Linked DNA regions of Delphinus delphis: region 1 is linked to region 2. The links are chromatin contacts, called in public Hi-C maps. All regions are on one chromosome and are shown on one strand. The core of a region is the stretch at or near the end of the contact, and the rest is flanking DNA. Distances in the headings are between cores, read along the strand shown. Region 1 holds the start of NCOA1 (nuclear receptor coactivator 1). Region 2 holds the start of CENPO (centromere protein O).

What was found. Hi-C and Micro-C count contacts between places; a contact is called where the count stands out from the background.
Region 1: a Hi-C map of lung shows a contact between it and region 2, with 3 times the contacts expected there. The contact joins the promoter of NCOA1 here to the promoter of CENPO in region 2. A contact is called at or near these places in 2 of 3 Hi-C or Micro-C datasets (lung and muscle).

Annotation. Positions count from the first base shown.
Region 1 is chr12:71,442,176-71,448,859 of mDelDel1.2, forward strand. It overlaps NCOA1 (nuclear receptor coactivator 1), which reads right to left and starts at 5,222. Exons shown (of 22, transcript XM_060027005.1): 1 at 4,857-5,222.
Region 2 is chr12:71,167,275-71,173,718 of mDelDel1.2, forward strand. CENPO (centromere protein O) reads right to left here and starts at 4,389. Exons shown (of 8, transcript XM_060026997.1): 1 at 4,335-4,389; 2 at 3,909-4,017; 3 at 2,187-2,356. The coding sequence starts at 3,954. PTRHD1 (peptidyl-tRNA hydrolase domain containing 1) reads left to right here and starts at 4,450. Exons shown (of 2, transcript XM_060027617.1): 1 at 4,450-4,704. The coding sequence starts at 4,453.

The DNA of each region.
Region 1 (6,684 bases), core at 3,972-6,471, 280 kb after region 2:
TCTACAAGTGATTATAATACTTTCTTCACTTGTATAGCACTTTACAGTTTACAAAGCATTTCTGCATACGCCATCTGCAGCAAATTTTCTGGAATGAGAAATACAAGAACAGTTTAAATGATTTACATTTGATAAATTTGTCCAGAGAGTCTCCACTAAAAACAATAACATCAAAAAATATTTCAGCAAAGAATTTTTTCAACATTTATATGTAGGATGAATTAGAGAGGCAAATGCATGCAGGCAAACAGCTATAAACCTACAAATCATAGAATTTCAGCACAAGAAGAAATGTGAATTCAGACCAATATGCTCATCTAATGATAAAGAAACTCAGGCCCACAGAGTTCATGTGATGCTAGTTACTCCATGTGCAAAATGACAGGAGGACCAGACTGTAGAGGCAGAAATAAAGGGGGAGATGCAAGAAACTGCAAAGAAAAGAATCAGATAATCTGATGATGGATTAGGCAGTGATGTGTTTAGGTTATGGAAATGTAGAAAACATTATTAAAGTCTTAACTACCTGCCAATCATTATGCTAGACATATCTTGTTATTTAACACAATAAGTTAATTTAAAGGTCACAACAATATGAGTTTAAGTACATTATTCCAATTTTAAGCACGAAAACCTGAGGTTTACTGTGGCTAAATAACTAGCCCAAGGTTACATCCACTAAGTAAAAGAGCCAGGGCACCATTCCCGTGTCTGAAGTCAAACATCCATTCTCAAAAGCAGCTTAAAAACTGCCTCAAAATTACAAGGCAAAAATGAAGTAGCACTCTGGAAGCATTGGATAAACCAGTGTTATTAGACTTCTGGCCCTGTTAATAGGTGTATTTCACTTCTGTGCTTGCACCTATTGTTATGGATCTCATCTGTCTGTTCCCAGTGATCAGGTCCAGGACTTCTCAGTAAAGCCCAACTTCCCACCCTCCACACTGAAACATACCCGTGGGGAGAGATTAGATCAAAATATATCTAAGATGAGGGTGACTAGACTGATTAATGTGAAGTCTTCTACAACTCCTCCAGTGACTATAGCTTCTGTTTTGGCATAAGCTATTTATCTTCAAAATATGATAACTATACTAAGCTTTTCTAAAAGCCTGTCATTTCAAGGAGCCTCAAAAATACTGTGTTGCAGATGGGGGAATGGGGGAGGAAGCATGGATTCAACAACCAATTCTACTTGCATTTCTAGAACCGGACTTAAATGTTGGTGTCAGTGTTTTGTAATAATTCTTCTTATTCAACCATGTATCTTGCAGAAATATAAAATAATAACTTATGTTAATCCAAATACTGTGCACCCACAAAACATCATCTGGAATTCAACTAAAGGAAAAAACCTGCATCTCCTCCTTAAACTAAGCAACCAAGAATGGTACACAGTTGCCATTAGGCCATTTTATGACCTCTGACCCCATATGTTGAGAGAGAGGCGCAAAGTCTAAGTAAAACACAAAGAAGAGAGACAGAAAGGCTTGAAATGACTAGACCTCACCTCCAATGGTAAGAAAAAAGGTTAGAGACCATAAGGTCCATCCTTAGTGACCAATAACCAAAAGCTAAGCTACTGGTTAACCTGGGAGAGAAGCAATGAAGAAGTCCTTTCCTACAGTCTAGTCTGTCCAACTCACAGGAAAGTTGTACAAGGTGGGGAGAAATTTGTATGGTTCTGCAGCCCAAAACTGGATATAGTGCTCTGTCATTCAACTCCTGAAACACATGCACTTCACCCAATCCCACACTCTTCTGCACCTGATATTTGGAAGTAATGTAAAATGGAGCCCACCACATGTTCCTGGACCTATGCTAGGAAAGCAGCTGATGGCCCTCTGAGAATTCCTGTGATTATCACAGGCAGAAAGTAAAAATCACTGCCAAGACAATAATGAGAATCCTGGGGATCTCCTCGCCCCATGACTTAAGAAGATTCTACTCGGTGGTGTGTGTGTGTGTTGACCTCCCATACTTGCCCTAAAATGAAAGCTATTTTAGGCCATATGGTTTAAGACCAACCAACCCCAAAAATATGCAACATATTCAAACAATGTGGAGCCCTTGGGGGATAGGGCAATAAAGACAAACTTAACTAAGGAACAAAGGTAGTATGTAAGAGAAGTTATGTGAAATCGATGAGGACAGAGATGTCCTTTAAAAAGAATTATAAACCATACTCTGATATACAGTCCAATAGAGAAAAGATTTTCAAAGAATGTCCAATATCCTTTCTTCCCCACTCCACCTTTCAGCACCTCTATACCACCCTCATCACCTACTCAACATTTAGTCCTGGTGAAGACCAATCACTGGATTAGCAGGATCAACAGTACATGCAGAGAACATTCCATCCTGGGAACAACATTTTAAATTATTTAGGCTTGTTTAGCACCCTTCTGTATAGAGTAAAAGCATGAAATTTTGCCAGTGCTTTCACAATATACACCAGTCAGCACCATAGCAACCCAATCCTCTGCCCACCAAAAGATTAACACATACAAAGAAAACAGGAAATTCAACAAAAATTAAAGTTTGACCCTGGACTCCCTCAACAGTTAAATTGTCTTAAAGAGTGGCAGTATCTTTATACCACACCCACTTCATGCTACCCTTACAGCTTCCTGGCATAAGCAAGTTCTTGGTATTATACAAACTGCTGCTTCTGTTTCCAGCCCAGATTTCTAGAAATGAAACCCTGGAATTGAAGGAGAAAGAAAAACAAATGTTGGCAGAAAGAGGCAGGAAAATGCATTGTCTATATAATCCCAGTTTAAGTGGAACAATCACCATTAGTTCCATCAAGCACTTTTTTTCAATAAAACCACTTACCAAAAATGCAGATCTAAAATACTCCCTTGGCTTAAACCACACAAAAAGTAATTTAAAAGACACAATCCTACAGATTTTCTCAGAAGGAAATGAGAAAAAGATCAACTATAAACTATGTAAAATTCAAATTCTGCACCTTAAAATTCAAACTTCATTGTGAGTTAAATAGATGAAATAAATAACCACTGCAAAATGTTTACAAAAATCAAACCAAATGCCTGTTCTTATAAGCAGCATCCCTGCATTTTCTCTCCAAACCATATATTCCCTATTCAGGCCCCCCTTTTGATCCATTGTTCCCAAAGGATAAAATCTGAATAAGAAATAGAGGGAAACCATTTCCAACGCTAGTTCACAAAACCAAATTAGACCCTTCCACAGAGTACACGAGATAAAAAAGAAACACTTGCAGTTGCATCTGTTTATGACATAGCTCAAGGAATGCCCATTTATTAAGCTGAATCAAACCTCACTGCTACTTTTAACCCAAAACTATTTCTAGTTCAAGAGCCAAAAGACCCAAGCAAACACTCTTTTTATATTATTCTCAACATGAAATCTGACCCCCTTCCTACTACATCACAGCTTCTGTGAAACAAGCTGAGAGGCCCCTTTGGCCAACTTTTTTTTTTTTTTTTTTTTTTTTTGAGACTAACCTTCAACCAATTCCAAAACTGAAAACAAACCTCAAACAAATTTAACCCCTGAACTCCATCCCTTCAGCTGTACAGTATAATCTAAGCTTCACCGCAGCAATGTTTTACACAGACACTTGAAGATTTCTTAATCACTGAAGTGAAAGCCTCAGCCCTCACAAATCGTCGCCACAGAGATTACTCTTGGCATCAACAGAAGGTGCTGGGACTGCAATTCACTCCAGAACCCTTCATTCACCACCATCATGCTCAGCATTAAAAAGTCACCGTCTCAAAAGAAAAAGAATGTCACCTTCTCCACAAGGACACCTGCCTCTTCAACACCTACAGTGAACGAAGAGAGCCCAGCCTGAAAGGCTAAAAGATCCTCCAGCTTAAAGTTTTCCTCCCCACCAAACTGCAGCCACAGCGGCACGGACTCTCCTTGTCACACATACAGGCTTTATTGTCAAACCCTCCGTCTCCCTCTAACATCGTCAAGCGAGGCAGTGTCTAGTCTATGGGAGTGACTGCTTTAAAAACAAAAAACAAAAAACAACACAGCTGGGTAGTAAGAGCAGGGACCCTGGTGTCCGGTTTCTCCATTTCTCTTCCAAGCGACTAGGGAATGGCTCGAGTTCTGTCGCTGACCATTAACCCATCCCACTTCTCAGTCTTCCAGCCAACATGTTTGCTCCCCTTTCTAAATCCTTTCAGCAGAATCCGACGAAGGGGACCAAACCCTAAACATAACAGGAAAATCTCACTTATCCATCCCGTTTCTGCCTCCGAAATGCCTCGTCTGGAGAGGGTAAAGCAAGTGCGCGGGGGTAAACAGAAGCGCCGTCGGAGGCTGCGCTTACAAGAAGACTCGCCACGGTCATCCCCATTTCGCAGTCCCGGCAAGCGAGACTCAGAGAGGTTACCGGGCTTGCCAAGGTCACCGCGCTCGCCGGGGCCGAGGGGCGCCCGCGCCGACTTCCGGCTCCCCCTCTCGGCGGCGGGGAGCGCCCGCGGGCTCGGGGCGCCTCTCCCCACGCCGGGCCGGCGGCCGCGAGCCTCGCGCACCCTCCGCGGATGCTCGCCCCGTCCGCTCTTAACTAGGGCAACTGGGAAACGGGGCAGGGAAGTCGCTGCTGCAGCAGTTTCCATCCGCGGCGCAGCCCCCAGCTGGTGCCCGTGACAGCTGCGACCTCCGCCCCCTCCAGCCGCGCGAGGCCGAGGGAGAAGTCGGGGAAAGTGGGAGGGGGAACGGAGCGGAGAGAAAGGAGAGCGGCGGGCGGAGGGGCACCAGCTGCTCCCGCCCCCTAGGGCCTCGGCGGCCGCGCGGCTCGTGACAGCTGCACCCACCGGGAGGCTCGGCGCCCGCCGCCTGCCACTCACCTGCCGCCGCCGCCTCTGGGCCGCGCTGACGGGCGCCGCGCTCGCCCGCGACCGTGGCGGCGCCGCCGCGGCCTCCGCCGCTGCTCGGGCTGGGAGCCCGCCGCCGCCGCGGCTCTCCGGCCCCCTCCTCCGGAGCAGGAGTCCCCCCGCAGGGGGATGCAGAACGGACCGGGCGCAGGCTGCACTCGAGGGAGCAGCAGGGAACAGGGCAGTCGAGGCGCTCGAGGCCGCGGTTCAGCCGTCTGAGGGGAAGGCTCAGAGAATCGCCTCAGATTCCCGCTCGCCTGGCCTGAAAAACAGGCATTTCAGCCGCTCTCCGCGGCCGCCATGTTCTCCTCCTCCTCCTCCTCGGCTACCGCCGCCGCCGCCGCCGCCGCCGCCGCCACCGCCCCCCGCTCGCGGCCCCGCCCCCTCCGCGCCCCGCCCCGCCCCGCCCCGCCGGCTCCCGGCCGCCCCGCCCACTTCCCGCCGTCCTGCCCTCTGCGCTGCCCCTGCGCCCTCCGGCCGGCCGGGTCGCCGCGATCCGGTGCCCGCGAACTCCGACGGCGCTCCGGGGGCAGCCAGTTCCCCGCCCGCCGGGCAGCGAAACGAGGAGTCGCTCCGCGCCCTCTGCCGGCCGCAGGCCCGAGGGAGGGCTGCCGCGGTCCCGCCCCGGCCCCCGTCCTAACGAAGTGTGGGAAAGGAGGCCCTAACTCTTCCCCTCCCCTCGGGGCGTTCCTATGACTGCTGCCGGGAAGCCGCCTCGAACCCCTGGGTGCTTTCAGCTAGGCCGCCCGGCCTGCAGCCTCCCGCTGGCTTGATCTGTCCGGGAAGGTGTGGAGCGGCGAGGGGCGCAGTAGACCCGGGTGGAGTGGGTTCTGGCCTGTCCCTCCGCTAATTTCTTGTATTACTTTGAGCAAGACACATCCGCAGCCCTTTTTTTATTCTGTAAAATTGGGAGTTGGTTGCCTAGATGATTTCACAGGCTATTAGATAAGGGAAAAGAAAGATCATCTGCCCCCTTCGTTTTACAGATGAAAAGATCTGACTGACGCGTCTGGCTCTGCAGTTCCATGAATTACCCAAAATGTTTGTCATTGACAGAGCTTTCCCCTCAAGGGGGCCCACACCTTTCTTCTTTTCTACTCGGTTTTTAAATTTTATAATGGCAGTGCTACTTCCAAAAGTGGAGTGTTCCTTGTCGTTAGAGGAATCAAACAGCGGTTGAACAGGCTTTCCGAACCTTATCTGGAAAGCATCCCTCATTCCAAAGGCTGGCAATATAATACCTATCTCTCTCCCCGGGTTGTCCGAAGGATGAATGGGTCGCTGGCTGCGGAGGTGCTTTGTAAAGCAGACAGCTGTCCTTTCCTGCATTCTTATTCCCAGGTAGCTGTCTGCACCTACCTCAATCCTGTCCTACTGTTGTTGTCTCTCAGTGTTTTCTACTCGAGAGCAACCTGTAGAAATCTTTAAACCCTTCACAGTCCTCCTAACTGAAACCTGACCTTGCCTTGAAAACACCAACCTCCCTGGCACCTCTCTGATTCAGTGAGCAACTTCTTCCAGAGGCATGTACTCCATCCTGCCATCATTCACTGCCATACTCTAGATCAGGGGTCCCCAAACCCCGGGCTGTGGACCGGTACCGGTCGAGGCCTGTTAGGAACTGGGCCGCACAGCAGGAGGTGAGCAGCGGGCAAGCGAGCGAAGCTTCATCTGCCGCTCCCCATCGCCCACATTACCCCCTGAACCATCCCCCGCACCGTCTGTGGAAAAATTGTCTTCCACGAAACTGGTCCCTGGTGCCAAAAAGGTTCGGGACTGCTCATCATCCTATTCTGGACTG
Region 2 (6,444 bases), core at 3,139-5,638:
AAAGAGTGGTCTTCAAGAAGTAGTACTGGATGAACTGGATATCCATATGGAAAAAAAAAAAGAAGTATGACCTCTATTTCACACCATACACAAAAATCAATTTCAGAGGGACTGTAATTCTGAAAATAAAAAGTAAAATAAAGCTTTTAGAAAATAACACAGAATATCTTCATGTTCTTAAAGTTAGGCAAAGATTAAAAGGAAACAAGAACGGTAAGCATAAAGTTAGATTCCTCAATCAAACTTCATTAAAATGCAGACTTTCTTCTCATCACATTGTTAGAGAGTGAAAAGGCAAGCCAGTCTTTAAAAGAAGATCTGGGGCTTCCCTGGTGGCGCAGTGGTTGAGAGTCCGCCTGCTGATGCAGGGGACACGGGTTCGTGCCCCAGTCCGGGAAGATCCCACATGCCGCGGAGCGGCTGGGCCCGTGAGCCATGGCTGCTGAGCCTGCGCGTCTGGAGCCTGTGCTCCGCAACGGGAGAGGCCACAACAGTGAGAGGCCCGCGTACCGCAAAAAAAAAAAAAAAAAAAAAAAGATCTGGAATACAGATACACAAAAAATAACTCATATCCAAAATGTGTAAAGAATTCTACAATTTAATAAGAGATATACAGCCCAATAAAAATTCTGCAAAAGTCTTAAGAAGTTCACAAGAGAAGATTTTCAAGTGTCCAAAGAGGTACTTAAAACCATCAGTTATATAGGCGAACGCGAATTAATCCACAATGATTTACTCCCACACTCTAGAATGAAAAATTTCTAAAACTGACAACACCAAGTATCAGTAAAGATGCAGAACAATGGAAACCTTATACACTGTTGCTGGGAATGTAAAATTGGTACAATAACTTTCAAATACTGTTCGACAGTATTTACTAAAGATAATCTGCATACCCTGTGACCCAGCAATTCAACAGAAAAGTATATATTTTTATATCAAAAGACAGGAACAACAATGTTCACAGCAGCATTATTCTTAATAGCCCCAAAGTGAAACAATCCAAATAACTCAAATGTCACCAATAAGTACAATAAGTAAAACAATTGTGGGATATTTCTTCAACGGAATAATTATATAGCAATATAAAAGAGTGACCACAGCATGCACCAATATGGATGAACCTCACAGAGATAGCATTCAGCAAAAGCAGCCCGACATAAGAGTTTATACTTTTTAAATTTATGTAAAGCTCCATAACAAGTAAAACCAATGTATAGTAACAGAAACCAGAATAGCAGTTACCTTGAGGGAAATGACTAGGAGGATTTAAGAGGGAGACTTCTGGGGTGCTGGTAGTAGTCTACACTTTGATCTGTGTGGTACTTACCAGGGTGTGTTCGTTCTGTAAAAGGATCTTCAGATTTGTGCACAACATATATACACATATGTGTGTATGTGTATACATATATATATATATATTTTTACTTTAATAAAAAAGGAAGGGGGGAGGAAGAGAATGGAGGAAAGGGGGAAAAGGAAGAGAGGGAGGGAAGACAAGAAAAAGAAGGCTGACCTTAACCCAGGAGGAATGAATAATTACTGACACTTTGAGCAAGGAAACTTGTAATTTAATGAAAAATGTAGTGTTTTATGAAGATTTTCTTGGCTGTGCGGAATTTATCAGAGAAGTATAAATACCAGAAGAAAACAAACTAGCAGACTGCTGCAATAATCCCGCCATCTAAATCACCTGGTAAATATTTAGGACCCATGTGGATAATACGTGCTCTACAGCAGGGGGTGGGGGAGGGGCACAAAGACAATCTAAAGAAGAATTTGACAGGTTTTACTAACTGAACCTGGGCTAGAGAGAAAGCTGAAAAGAGGGAAAAGTCAAAGTTTACTGTGAGGTTTCAGGTTGGGTTATAGAAAGATGGTGCTAATGACAAAAGTACCAATGACTCAAGTCTGGCTGAGATTAAGGTAACAGGCTCATGTCTATGAGGGCAGGTTTAAGAGATTATTATGAAGAATTCGCCTGGCCCATCAGTAATGCCTGCCAGCTGTTAGCGGGTATTGACATTAGCCGACTCTACAGATTTGATCACTTGAGGGATCAAGGACTGAAATCCATCCAGTAAGACCACAGGTAAAACGTATTACACAAATTTGCTAATTCCCAGATCACGTTTGTTTTTTACACTCTAGGAAAGCCTGCCAACGTCGATCACCCTTCTACTCACACTAGCTTGATGTTGTTTCACTTCAGCCCTCAGCTTATCTCGCAGACGTCTCAGTTCATGAATCCTGGTTCCAAGAGCACTTTCCTCTGCCTGTGCACTCTGTGGCTCTTCCATTTTTTTACGGGATCTGCTCACTTGAGTCTCTAGTCTTTCCAAGTGAGCTAAAACACCTGAGGGAAGTAAAAAGGGAGTTTCACAAGAAGCTAAGGATTTCTAACCCCAGGAACGGGAAGCACTTCAGGGAAGAACAGAGGGTGACCCTTTATCCAGAACTCTGTGGTCAGCTAAACTGGAGACGTTGCCAACAATTTATAAAACAGGAGGAGCTGACAACAGAAGTCAGTGATCAGCAACCTCTTAGGCCGAACACTGACCTACAAGCAGTCCCTGACCAAGACACTGTTCAAAAAGGGCATCATCTGAAAATGGCTTATCTCAGTTATCTATGATAATAGTGACCCAGAGGAAAACAGGGTCACCAAATTCAGACTCTCTCAGAAATTGTTTTTTTTAATGCAGAATTGTTTTTCTTGGTTTTACGCATGTTTTCCCAAAGTGCTAATGCATAACTGGATTTAGACATCCACAGAGGCTTGAATAAGTACTCTGAAAAGTATTAGGAGCATAGGACTATAAAGGCACACACTGAAAGGAACCGTCCACCAATATTACTGGGTATCAGACAGGAAAACAAGCTCACCAACAGATAGAAATTCAGAGGCAATCTCAGATCCTAAGAGACTAACTAAAGACCAATATAGTAAAGGTCACAGTTTCATAATGCTAATCAACTCTAGCAGTGAAGCATCTGTGAACATTTCCTACATATTAAGACACCTGTGGGGCTTCCTTGGTGGCACAGTGGTTAAGAACCCGCCTGCCAATGCAGGGGACACAGGTTCAAGCCCTGGTCCGGTAAGATCCCACATGCCGCGAAGCAACTAAGCCCGTGCGCCACAACTACTGAGCCCACGCGCCTAGAGCCCGTGCTCCACAACAAGCCACCGCAATGAGAAGCCCGCGCACTGTAACTAGAGAAAGCCCGCGTGCAGCAACGAAAACCCAACACAGCCAAAACGAAATAAAATAAATTTATTAAAAAAAGAGACACTTGTGCTAGATCCTTTACTTGCAAAGCATGCAAAGAATTAAAGCATTTATTTAATATTTCCTATGCATTAGGCATGTGCTAAATGCTTCACTTGAAAAGCATTAAAAGAATTATCTAATTTCCACAGCCACCACCACAATGCTATTATTCCTCTCCATTTTCCAGATGAAAACACTGAGGCAGAGAAAAGTAAAATAACTTGCCCAAGGCCACAGTATTTATAATGGCAGAGCCAGGACTCCAACCCAGGTCTGACCAATACCAGTCACTGCCTCTTCCACGGGAGTAATGCATAAATGGCTCCCCCCAAATCCTGGGAAGAGTAAAGAAAGCTCATTGGCTAGAACTGTAGCTCTGAATATGAACGCTTAGCCTACTAGGAATGCAACCTATTGGTCTAGAAAGGGATAAGAGCCTAGAATATGTGAAGTAATTTTTCCTGCTCCAATGATCTTAGCTGCCTGTCCCTTTAAGTCTTCAATGTTAGTTCCTTTCACCATCCTGCTCCCAAACAGGACAGGTCACACATCGGTTAAAGGAGGGAAGGGCTTTCAACCTGCGCGTTGTTTGGGCAGCAGGAGTAAGGGGGGGAAAGGCGACCCTTTGAATACCTCCTCTGGACTCGCCGTCTTGACTTAGAGTATTCGCCAGCTCCATCTCCTCCTCAGATTTCCAAGAGCCTTGCTAGAAAGCTGTCCAAGCACCAGTAATAGGGCTGTCCTTGGAGACAAAATGTCAAGAATCGATTCATATTCAGACAAACCTAGAGGGCAGGCACACGCAACGCTGGTACGCACCCGTGCGCCCCGGACACCCCAAGTGTCGTCGCTAGGACTCCCCTTCCCTGACCCGCCCGGTCCGCTCCCCGGGTCCGAGTCGGCGGTGTCCACGTCTACCTCCCCGCCCCTGCGCGCTCCTAAGGCGCCGCGCCTCTGGTTCCTCCGGGCTTCCTTGCACACGGAAGGAGCTGTAAGAATGCCGCTCAGCCTTCCACCCTATCACGGTCCCGACCGCCACTGGGTCTTACTTTCCCTTACTTCCTCTCCTCTGGCTGTTCCCGCTTGCCTTCAAATCCAAGCCAACCGGTCCCAGCGTGCTTTGCACTCCCAACGTACAAAAACATGGCAGCACTCAGGGCCCCTCCCTGATCCCGGCATGCATCGGAGGATAGGCCTGGCCTTTAAGTTGTGCGGGAAGATGGCGGCCGCTGGCGCAGAGCCGCAGATCCTGGTACAGTACCTGGTGTTACGAAAGGATCTATCACACGCGCCGTTTTCCTGGCCAGCGGGCGCATTGGTAGCACAGGCTTGTCACGCAGCCACCGCGGCCTTGCACATTCACCGGGACCACCCGCACACGGCCGCTTACCTCCGGGAGCTGGGGCGCATGCGCAAGGTGGTCCTCGAGGTGAGGCGCGGGCGGAGGGGGAGGGGCCCTGAGGATATCGAGACCGGAAGAGGGTGTGGTCTTGAGTTGGAGGGCCTAACTTCATGGAGTGGGTGTGGCATTAGTGGGGAGGGGTGTTTGACTTACAAGTTTTGGTAAGGTTCCTGGGGCTTGAGCTATTGCCCAGGGAGCCTTACCTTGACTGGGCGGGGCCTGACGGTGTGACGAGTGGACATCGGGCCCGTTATAAATGCTTCCCGCACCCCTTCGGTCTTACCTGCGTCCCTCTTAAACAGATGCCTGTGAGGGCGGAGGCTGGTGGAGCGACACCCGCCTTTCTACCTGTGCACTGCGCCGGCCTTTTAATGGCTGCGCAGAAAAGTACCGTCCTTAACCCTCTTCGCAAAACCGATCCAGAAGGGTAAGGACGCGGGGTTCCTTATTGCAAGTGAAGTCAAACTGGAGCATTTACCTGGTTCTGACGCCAAATTATTTGAAAATAAATGTGAACCCTAGTATAATTTGAACCTAGCATCAGACGTAAGGTTCTTTTTACAGATAGCCAAACAGATCTTACCCTTACCTTCTGTCAATTCTGCCTCTAGAAATGTATCCTAAGAAAATAGCAAGATGCACCCAAAGAGCGTTGTACAAGGATAGGAGCATTTTATAATAGTAAAAAAAGTGGAAATCACTAAATTTCCAGTACGATGAATTGTCTAAACTTATGCCCTTATAATGGATTATTACGAAACTAGCATAAATCATGTTTTTGGAGCATATTTACCTGGCATGGAAGAGTGCTCATGATGCGATTCTAATTGAACTATATATTCTACATACAAAGTGATCCAGATTTTGAAAGTAAGAACTAAGAAAATATATCCAAATATTAAGTAGTGAGTGGGTAGTGGAATTTTGGTTATTTTGTAATGCTTCTCTATTTTTTTTTTAGTTTCCTACATTAAGCACATATTTTATAATGAAAAAAATATTGCTTTCATTTTAAAGCAATTTTCTTCTCATAAAATTTATTTATTTTAATAAATAAACCTGGGGTGGAGGGGTTGGGTAATTCCTTCCTGGCCAGCTGGCAAAAGCAGATCATTTTTCAAGAGAAAAATTGCTGTTGGGTAATGAAACATTAAACTGTAACCTGTAGGAAAATGTCTTGAGAATCTATAAGTAGGCAGAAAAGAAACAGATAGCTTTTTCCTTTAGATTCCTTTTATAGGATTTTATAGGAAGGCTTCAAGAAATCATGTAGTTCAGACATCCCCCACTCCCTTGCTTTCAGGCAGATAAAATATTTACCCCTTTTCTCAGATGAGATATCTGAAGCCCACAGAGATTAAGTGACTCCTCTGAATTTAAAAGACATCTCATGATTCTGTTGTTAGCTATGACTCAAGAAAGGGCCGTAGGAGTCACCACTGATTAAATAAAGGTGGTGCTGTAGCCATAAAGACCAATAAAATATAAGACAGTGCCAAGATTAACTCCATTCACTGGGTGCTTTGTGTCAGGCACAGATCTGAGCCTGATTTCATTGAATCTCACTACTACTAGGAAGCATTATCATCCCCTTTTACAACAGGGACACAAAGGTTCAGCTAAGTCACATAACTTATCAAAGAGCACACAAATCAGTAAGTGGTAGAGCAAGGGTTTGGACTCACTCTAACTTGTACTGTGCTGCTCCTGGTGCTGAAGGAGGAGGGAGGGGAAGTCAATGCATTCTTCTTCAGCATGCCCAAAGGA